Regions from separate parts of the Sus scrofa genome. Here region 2 is linked to region 1. A link is a contact called in public Hi-C data. All regions are on one chromosome and are shown on one strand. The core of a region is the stretch at or near the end of the contact, and the rest is flanking DNA. Distances in the headings are between cores, read along the strand shown.

Region 1 (3,853 bases), core at 522-3,021:
TTTTTCTGCAGTAAGGGCTTGCTTTCCTTTTTATGCTGTCTTCTCATCATTAAAGGCTAGTTCTGCTTCTTGTATTATGCCTGTGGGTCTGTGTGTGAGTTGTATGTGAAGTGGTTTTGCCATTGCTGAATTGTATTGTCTTGGTTTTAGAAGACATTTTTATCTTGATGTGGCTCATGATCCTAATTTGACAGTGATTTTGTGGTGGTGTGCAGTGGGTAGTACTTTTAAAGTACTCCTGTCTTCAAGAAGGCTGACCTTTAAGGCACTGAGATATTTATTCCCTGCCGCTCTGGGACAGATGGAGGAGATACTTGTTTCATTTGAGAAAGTAGGTATTTCATGGACATTCAACTTAATGTTGTCTTATTTTATTTATTTATTTTTTTTGTCTTTTTTTTTGCTATTTCTTGGGCCGCTCCCGAGGCATATGGAGGTTCCCAGGCTAGGGGTCCAATCGGAGCTATAGCCACCGGCCTACGCCAGAGCCACAGCAACGTGGGATCCGAGCCGTGTCTGCAACCTACACCACAGCTCACGGCAACGCCAGATCGTTAACCCACTGAGCAAGGGCAGGGACCGAACCCACAACCTCATGGTTCCTAGTGGGATTCGTTAACCACTGCGCCACGACGGGAACTCCATGTTGTCTTATTTTACATGCAAGGAAGCTAAGACTTAGAGGGTTCTGACTCTAGAAGTGACAGAGCCAGGATTGGATCCTGCTCTGATTTCACAGTCTTTACGTGTGGGCGCTTATCCTTGCGTTGCATTGCATCGCTGCTGCAAGTGGACTTGAGGTGAAAAACCTGCATAAGTTGCACGTAAGTCCTTAGTTAATACTTGCTGAATGAATTGAAACTGTCTCACCTTAAGTGTCCAGGTGACCTTTGATTATCTGAATTACTTAACATTTGCCTCCTTTTTTGTGGTAAAATACAACAAAAGGTACCATCTTAACCATTTTTAAGTGTTAATAATGCAGTGCTGTGGCATTAAGTGCATTCACATTGTTCTGCAGCCATCATCACCATTCATCTTCCTCAACTGAGACTGTCCCCGCTCAGCGTTAACTCCCCATTCCACCATCCTCCCCGGCCCAGGCCACCATCGTTCTGTTCTCTGTCTCTATGAATCTGACGGCTCTTGGAACCTAACGTAAGCAGAATCAAAACAACATTGTCCTTTTGTGACTTAACATTGCATCTTCCAGAATCATGCATCTTGTAGCCTGTGTCAGAATTTCCTGCTTTTTCAAGGCTGAGTAATATTTCATCATACATGGATGCACCCCATTTTGCTTCTCCATTCATTCTTCGATGGATTCTTGTGTTGCTTGTGCGTTTTGGCTTTGTAAACAATGCTGCTGTGAACAGAGGTGTACAGATTATCTGTTTGAATCCCAGCTTTCACTTCTTGGGGATTTGTTTCTTGATCATCAAGCAAGAAGTGGTCAGATTGTTTCTTAATCGCCAGAACACTAGAATAGACTCCGAATTTATTGCAATATGAGTTTTCTCAGGGTAGTTCCGGATAGTTCTACTTTCCCACAAATAGCAACTATTTGTTAATAGAAGACTTTAATCTTTTTGAGGCCAAAGACTTAGCTGTTTTTAATGATCTCCGTTTCCATCCGTATTAGCAAGTAGCTGAATTCATTCGGTTGATCCATCGTGGCGCCCTCGTTGTGCTCTGTTGGATGCCAGAGGGAGGTACTGGTCAGGTCTGTGCTTAACTTGGGTAAAGAGTAAGTTGGAGCCGAGTGGTTTCCCCTTGTGCTCTGGCACGTTCGTGAGTGCAGCACGCTCTCAAAGCCCCGGGGATGTATGTGTTTGATTGGCTCCTCTGAGGATGGGTTCAAGAGGGCCTTCTAACAGACAGGTGTTTGAGAGGACTCTGAGCCTGAGGGACGGAGTGTGGAGAGAGCTGGGGGGATTCGATGAGAGGCTTTGAACAGGGATCATTAGCATCTCCATGTAGCTAAAGTTTGTTATTTTTTCAGTGTTTTATTAGTCAAAGCAAAAGAGGAAGCAGGACTAATTAGAGTTGGCATTGATTAATGAAAGGAAGTGTACCAATTCATCAGAAGCAGCCTCTTGTGTGAAGAATGAGCATTTGGATTCTTAGGTAAAAAGATGACATTAGCAATGTATGGAGAAAACGTTTTACTTTTTACAAATGATAGAGAAATTTTTCACATGCTGCTTTGGAGAAACTGGATAAGGCCTCAGGCAGAACGGAGAAGCTTAGTAGCGCAGGTGTACAGCATCCTGGTGATTTGAGTCATTGGCAACTAGTTAATTTATCTTTCCAGGTGATTTCCCTCATGTAGCATTTTTCTCTACAGGCTTTTGACAGATGCCGAATAACAGTCCATTCACACATGGACTCTTCTCGAGAGCATAGGCAGGCAGGATTTTCCACAGTCTCTCTGCTGTTGGGTGATGGTATAGATTGGATGGATGAATACGGAGAGAAACACAGTCTTGAGATCTAGTGGATGAAAGTGAAATTTTCAGACATGTAAGAAGGCCTTTGTTAAAGTGAATTTTGAGTACCAAGTAGCTTTTGGACTTATCTAACATTGGCAGTGAATTTTGGGTTCTCCTTCACTATGCAGAGTTGCTATCCATTTTAAATAGGTGACTAAGAAGATGCCGCAAGAAAGCATTGTCTGAGGATGTCCGCAAGACATCTAGGGAATAAGACACGAAAGACTTCAGTTTTGGCCTTAGTGGAGTTCCCATCATGGCTCAGCGGAAACAAATCTGACTAGCATCCATGAGGATGCAGGTTCAATCCCCGGCCTTGCTCAGTGGGTTAAGGATCTGGTGTTGCTGTGAGCTGTGGTGTAGGTTACTGATGTGGCTCGGATCCCGCATTGCTGTGGTGGCTGTGGTGCAGGCCGGCAGCTGCAGCTCTGATTCAACCCCTAGCCTGGGAACGTCCATATGCCACCGATTCAGCCCTGGAAAAGCCAAAAAAATTTTTTTTTGGCCTTGGCGTTCTGAGTTTTGAAGCTCACAGTGACACTGACGGTCATGCTGCATTAAGGTTTACAAGTTCGTAGGGGTAGTAAAGATAGCGCTGAACAGAGCTTATGTATAGAAGGTGCTTGGATTTGTTGAGTGGATCAATTAGTTGATATTACTTTTTAAAGGCCTTAGAAGCCAAAGCAGTTTTATGGAAAATAATATTGCTTGTCTATTAAGGCCTTTGAAAAGATGATTACTATTCTGATTTTGGACAGATCTGCGCCTGGTCCTTCATGAGTGAGGTACATATGACTAGTGCATGGAAACATTGTCTGCGGAGAAAAGGGTTAATTTCCCAGAAGAGAATTGCCATCAAATGGGGAGTTTTACTGGTATTGTAGGCTTTCCCATTGCTGAAGCTGGCGAACGCTGTTAGTTATTGTGGTTGTTCTTTTTTAGGTGACAACTCACACATCTGCAATGAGATAGGAATTTAGAAAACATTTTTTGAAATTCTTTGGGGGATTAGAACGTGCCAGCAAACCAGTTCAGAATTTTAAAAATAATGTATCGAAAGAACTCATATAATGAGAGAAGGAGCTGATTTTAAGAACCAATCTTTGACATGATGTAAAAAGGTTCTTTGATTAAGGAGTTAGATCAGTGACCTTATTTGAAGGGAAAGAGAAAGGCAGTAGACCTAGGTAAGACTTTCTGAGATATTTTGAGATTCCAGGGTTTCTGTTTTCCTTCCATTGGTGACAGTCGAGGAGGGCGGGTTGGACGGGATGAACCCAGAGCTTTGAACAGCCTCTCCTCTCGCACACCCTGCTGCACACCCATCGCTGGCAGTAGCTCTGATTAGTGGTATTTTGAGC
Region 2 (4,090 bases), core at 95-2,594, 350 kb before region 1:
TCCAGCAACACCATCAACCCTAGCCAAGGGCAGACCCAGGGGTTCCGGTCTCTTCCTCTTTCTCTGCCTTCACTCAGATAAACAGAAGACTGCAGGGAAGGATCTTAGCTTGGAGTTCAACAGGAAAGACGCTAATTAGCTGCCAAGGCCCTCCACCTTGCCCCAGGGCCCAGGGAAAAGGCCCAGACCCTCCTCCATCTGCCTGGCCCTGGGCTCCTGGAGCTCCCAAACCTGAGTTAGCCGGGGCCCAAAAGTCATCCCTCCATCCCATCCCTACAAGCCTCTCCAAGCCCTAGCCCCCAGCTTTCCCCCATCTCGAGTACCTAAAAACGAATTTCCTATCTTTTTCTCCCACAACGCCAGAACCCGGCTAAGACCAGTCCAAAAGCTGTGTCAAGCCCCTCCTTGCAGCAACAACAGTGGCCGGTCCCTGACACCGCGAGCCTCGAGGCACAGCAGACCAGCCTCCGACCCCCTTGGCCTCAACCTCGGCCCTCCCTCCACCATCAACAGGACACTTATCCACGAGACAGGTCACGGCTTCAAAGTGTCTCCTTAGTGGTTCCCCCTGTATCCCTCTTTGTCCCACCTTCCCAGCTCTGCAGAGCGAGGAGTGAGGCTGCTGACCACGATACTTGGACTCAGCCCCAGAGAATGCCCCCGAATGCCTATTTCTGCTCAGAGTGAGGTTCGGGGGAACAGCTAAGTAAGGACTTACCCCACTGCCCAGGTTGGCCCAGGGCCCCAGATCCTCAAGACCCGGTTCAAGGTGATCACGCCCCCACTCCAGACCCTCCAACGCGGAGTGGAAGCCCGCGCCCTAACCCCGTTTGAACCTCCGCAGAGACCTTGGCGGAGAGACCCTCCCCCCCGCAGAGAGGCCTCGGCCTGTCGCCCCCCAGCCCCGCCCCCGCCGGCCCTGACCTTGCCGGAGCTGGGGGTCGTCCAGCACGTTGTAGGCCGCGTAGTCGCGGACGCCGTGCAGCCGCAGGATCTGCACCACGGCGTTGCTGAAGCCACACTGGGGCTGCTCTGGCGTCCCCTTGAGGAAGACCACCACCTTGTCCTTCTTCACCAGCGTGTCCAGATGCTCCGCTGAGCCGCTCCCGCCCGAGCTCGCCGCCCGCACGCCCGGGACCCACAGACCACCGCCTACGCCGCGCCCCCAGCGGAGCAGAGCCGCCGCCGCCCGGCCCAGGGACGCGCTCATCCCCGTACGCTCGCCGGAGCCCTGGACAGCTCGGGACCTGAGTTAGACAGCAGGAGCCTCGCTGGGGCCTGGCCAGCGGCGGCCCGCCCCGTCCCCCGGAGACCCTCATTGGACCGGCTCCGAATAGCTCTACGTGATTGGACAACGCTGGCCGGCAATTACTGGATTCTACCAATCATATTACTTGTCCCGCCCCGATAGCTTGGAGGAGGTCCTTAGCTTGACGCCTTACCATTGGCGGTTGGCAACCTCTCTATCAGTTGATTGGAGAGAGTGCATGTCCATCAAGGTCACGCTTGAGACTAGCAGAGGCGAAACCAGCGGGAAGACGACTTCGCCACCAAGGGCGGGCGGGCCTGCTGGGATACTCCGGGTGAGTGGGACGCACTGGGCGGGGTTTCGCCGTTCCGAGGATGTCGGGGAAGGGGGGTCACTGCCAGATGGAGGTTCCGGTTCCGGTGCAGTGTCTGGCTGGTTGCGTTGCTACGGCAGCGCGGTTGGTAGGTGCCTGGTTCTTGCCGTAAGGGTGGTAGCGGCGCTGGAGTAGGTCTGGGTCTAGGAGAGCGGCCCGGAGCGTCTGTAATGCCGCAGCCGTTCGCGGCGGGAGCGTGGACCAAGCCGGGCTCTGGCGGCCAGGCCTGCCGAGGGCTACCGCGTCCGACCTGGCCCTGTGCCTCGGAGCCTCTCGCGGTCCCGCCGCCCATGTGAGAGCGGAGGCCTGGTTTCCGCCCATGGGCCGCGATTACTTCACTAAAACAGCTTTTATTTTAAAACACTGTAGAGCGCTCTCGTCTGTGTGATCGGGGCTTCGCTGACTTTCCGGCCTACTTAAGCCCCTGGGCCTGGGCCCAGGAAGGGTTTGTTGAACCGGGAGCTAAGAAGGGAATTGGCTCGTTCGACAGACGTTTTCTGCGCAGCTGTGGCGTGCAAGGCACGGGGCCGGTGCGGGACCTCCAGAGAGACCTGTGCCCAAAGCTTGAGAAATGAGAAGCAGGTACAAAGCAATGTGGGGTGCAGAGGAGGGAAAGGCAGTTTCCTTAGACCCACTGCTTTCTCTAGTCTCCATTGTGCTTATTACACCTTGACACGTGTTTGCTAACTTGTTTGTTGACTTCTCTCCCGGACCCTCGACTTCATTCACTGCTGTATTCTCAGTACCTAGAACAGTGCTTGGAACGTGGCGGGTGCACATATTGGTGGAAAGAACGATTCCCGGGAGAGCGGGGCTCAGCGACATCGCCAAGTGATCTGTAGTCTTGGAGCCGCCCAGGGTTGGTGGTACCCTAGAGCACACCAGACTTGCAGAGAAAGCAGACTCAGAGGAAGCTGAGGCATAACTGCTCAAGAGCCAGCAGTACGATGTGCAATTTTCCTCTGATAGTTCCTGGGTACTGTTGCCACGGTGATAATGGCTGTGCCAGTGCCGTTATCTATCAACCGACAGTAAGAGCAGCTTTTTGCAGTCAGATATTGTTTAACAGATGGAGTGGTTTCTGTTGGACACTAAGTACTGCTACAAGTTACTTTTTTTAAAAATTATTTTAGGAGTTTCTGTTGTGACTAAGCGGAAACGAATCGCCCTAGCATCCATGACGACGCAGGTTTGATCCCTGGCCTTGCTCAGTGGGCTAAGGAATCCCGGTTGCCATGAGAGCTGTGGTGTAGGTCGCAGACCAGCTCGGATCTGGTGTTGCTGTGGCTGTGGTGTAGGCCAGGGGCTACAGCTAGGATTCGATCCCTAGCCTGGAACCTCCATATACTGCGGATTCGGCCCTAAAAAGACCAAAAAAAAAGAAAAAAAATTTTTTTTTTTTTGTTACTGAAATGTAGTTGATCTACAATGTTGTGTTAATTTCTGCTGTACATCAAAGTGATTCATTTATACATATATATTCTTTTCCATTATGGCTTATCACAGGATATTGAATAGAGTTGCCTGTGCTATATAGCAGGACCTTGTTGTTTATCCATTCTATGCATACTAGTTAGCAGCTGCTAATCTCAAATTCCCACTCCATCCCTCCCCCGCCCCTCACATTATTTTTTTTTAATTTAAAGTAGTTTATAAGTTGTTGCTGGAGGTGATCTGCTTCGGAGGCACTCCCATTTAAACATCGGAAAATTAGTACATGTGCTCTCAGCCAGTGAGTTCTCCAAATACGCATTTAGCAGGAAACTCGAGTTCAGTAAACTGAAAATAAACTGAAGACGTTACTCAGAAGTGCTCCTCGGTGACATACGTATTTTATCCCCATCAATGTTACTGATGTGTAGTAGTTTTCCAATGTAGGACCCAAAATTGATCAGCTTCTTAAAGAATCCTATTGTTTTTTCATCCCCCAGATTCCTGGATTCCAGGTAAATCAGAGGAACAAACCTGAACAGAAATATACAGGAAGTGATGTGATGCTGAAGCTTAACGCTTATTTCAGAAGTCTGGTATCTGGTGCTCTTAACAGCAGAAACTATATTATTTGCAAAATCACCACGCTTTTACTTGTATTATATAGTAATTTTTTAAAAAATAAATATTGACAATTTGTTCTTGAAAGCCTGAATTGTTTATTGCCTACCCTAAACTGTCTAATTCTGCTCTTGTGTCAACTGGAATAGGGAAGAGTATTTGCAAGCTTAAGATCTGAGGATCCAGGAGTTCCGTGGTGGCTCAGTGGTTAACGAATCCAACTAGGAACCATGAGGCCTTGCTCAGTGGGTTGAGGATCCAGCATTGCCATGAGCTGTGGTGTAGGTCGCAGATGCGGCTCAGATCTGGTGTTGCTATGGGCTGTGGTATAGGCCGGTGGCTACAGCTGACTGAACCACTAGCCTAGGAACCTCCATATGCTGTGGCGTAGCCCTAGAAAAGGCAAAAGGACAAAA

The links. A called contact is a pair of places that touch in the nucleus more often than the background predicts.
Region 2: a Hi-C map of retroperitoneal adipose tissue shows a contact between it and region 1, with 1.5 times the contacts expected there. The contact joins the promoter of GLRX5 here to the enhancer-like site in region 1. A contact is called at or near these places in 7 of 47 Hi-C or Micro-C datasets (alveolar macrophages, embryonic fibroblasts, heart right ventricle and 3 more) and 1 of 2 datasets of contacts at active chromatin or transcription factors (alveolar macrophages).

Annotation. Positions count from the first base shown.
Region 1 is chr7:116,430,684-116,434,536 of Sscrofa11.1, reverse strand. It overlaps a transcript of DICER1 not described here. Among named protein-coding and RNA genes, the nearest start is that of DICER1, 24 kb to the right of the region's middle. Within about 2 kb of position 1,771, at least 2 of the 83 cell types and tissues checked have an H3K27ac peak or open chromatin away from gene starts, as enhancers often do. A contact at or near this core is called in retroperitoneal adipose tissue, where this site is marked.
Region 2 is chr7:116,784,600-116,788,689 of Sscrofa11.1, reverse strand. GLRX5 (glutaredoxin-related protein 5, mitochondrial) reads right to left here and starts at 1,344. Exons shown (of 2, transcript XM_001928993.6): 1 at 925-1,344. The coding sequence starts at 1,210. It overlaps LOC100525590 (a long non-coding RNA gene), which reads left to right and starts at 1,590. Exons shown (of 3, transcript XR_116071.3): 1 at 1,590-1,710; 2 at 1,992-2,204; 3 at 3,554-3,761.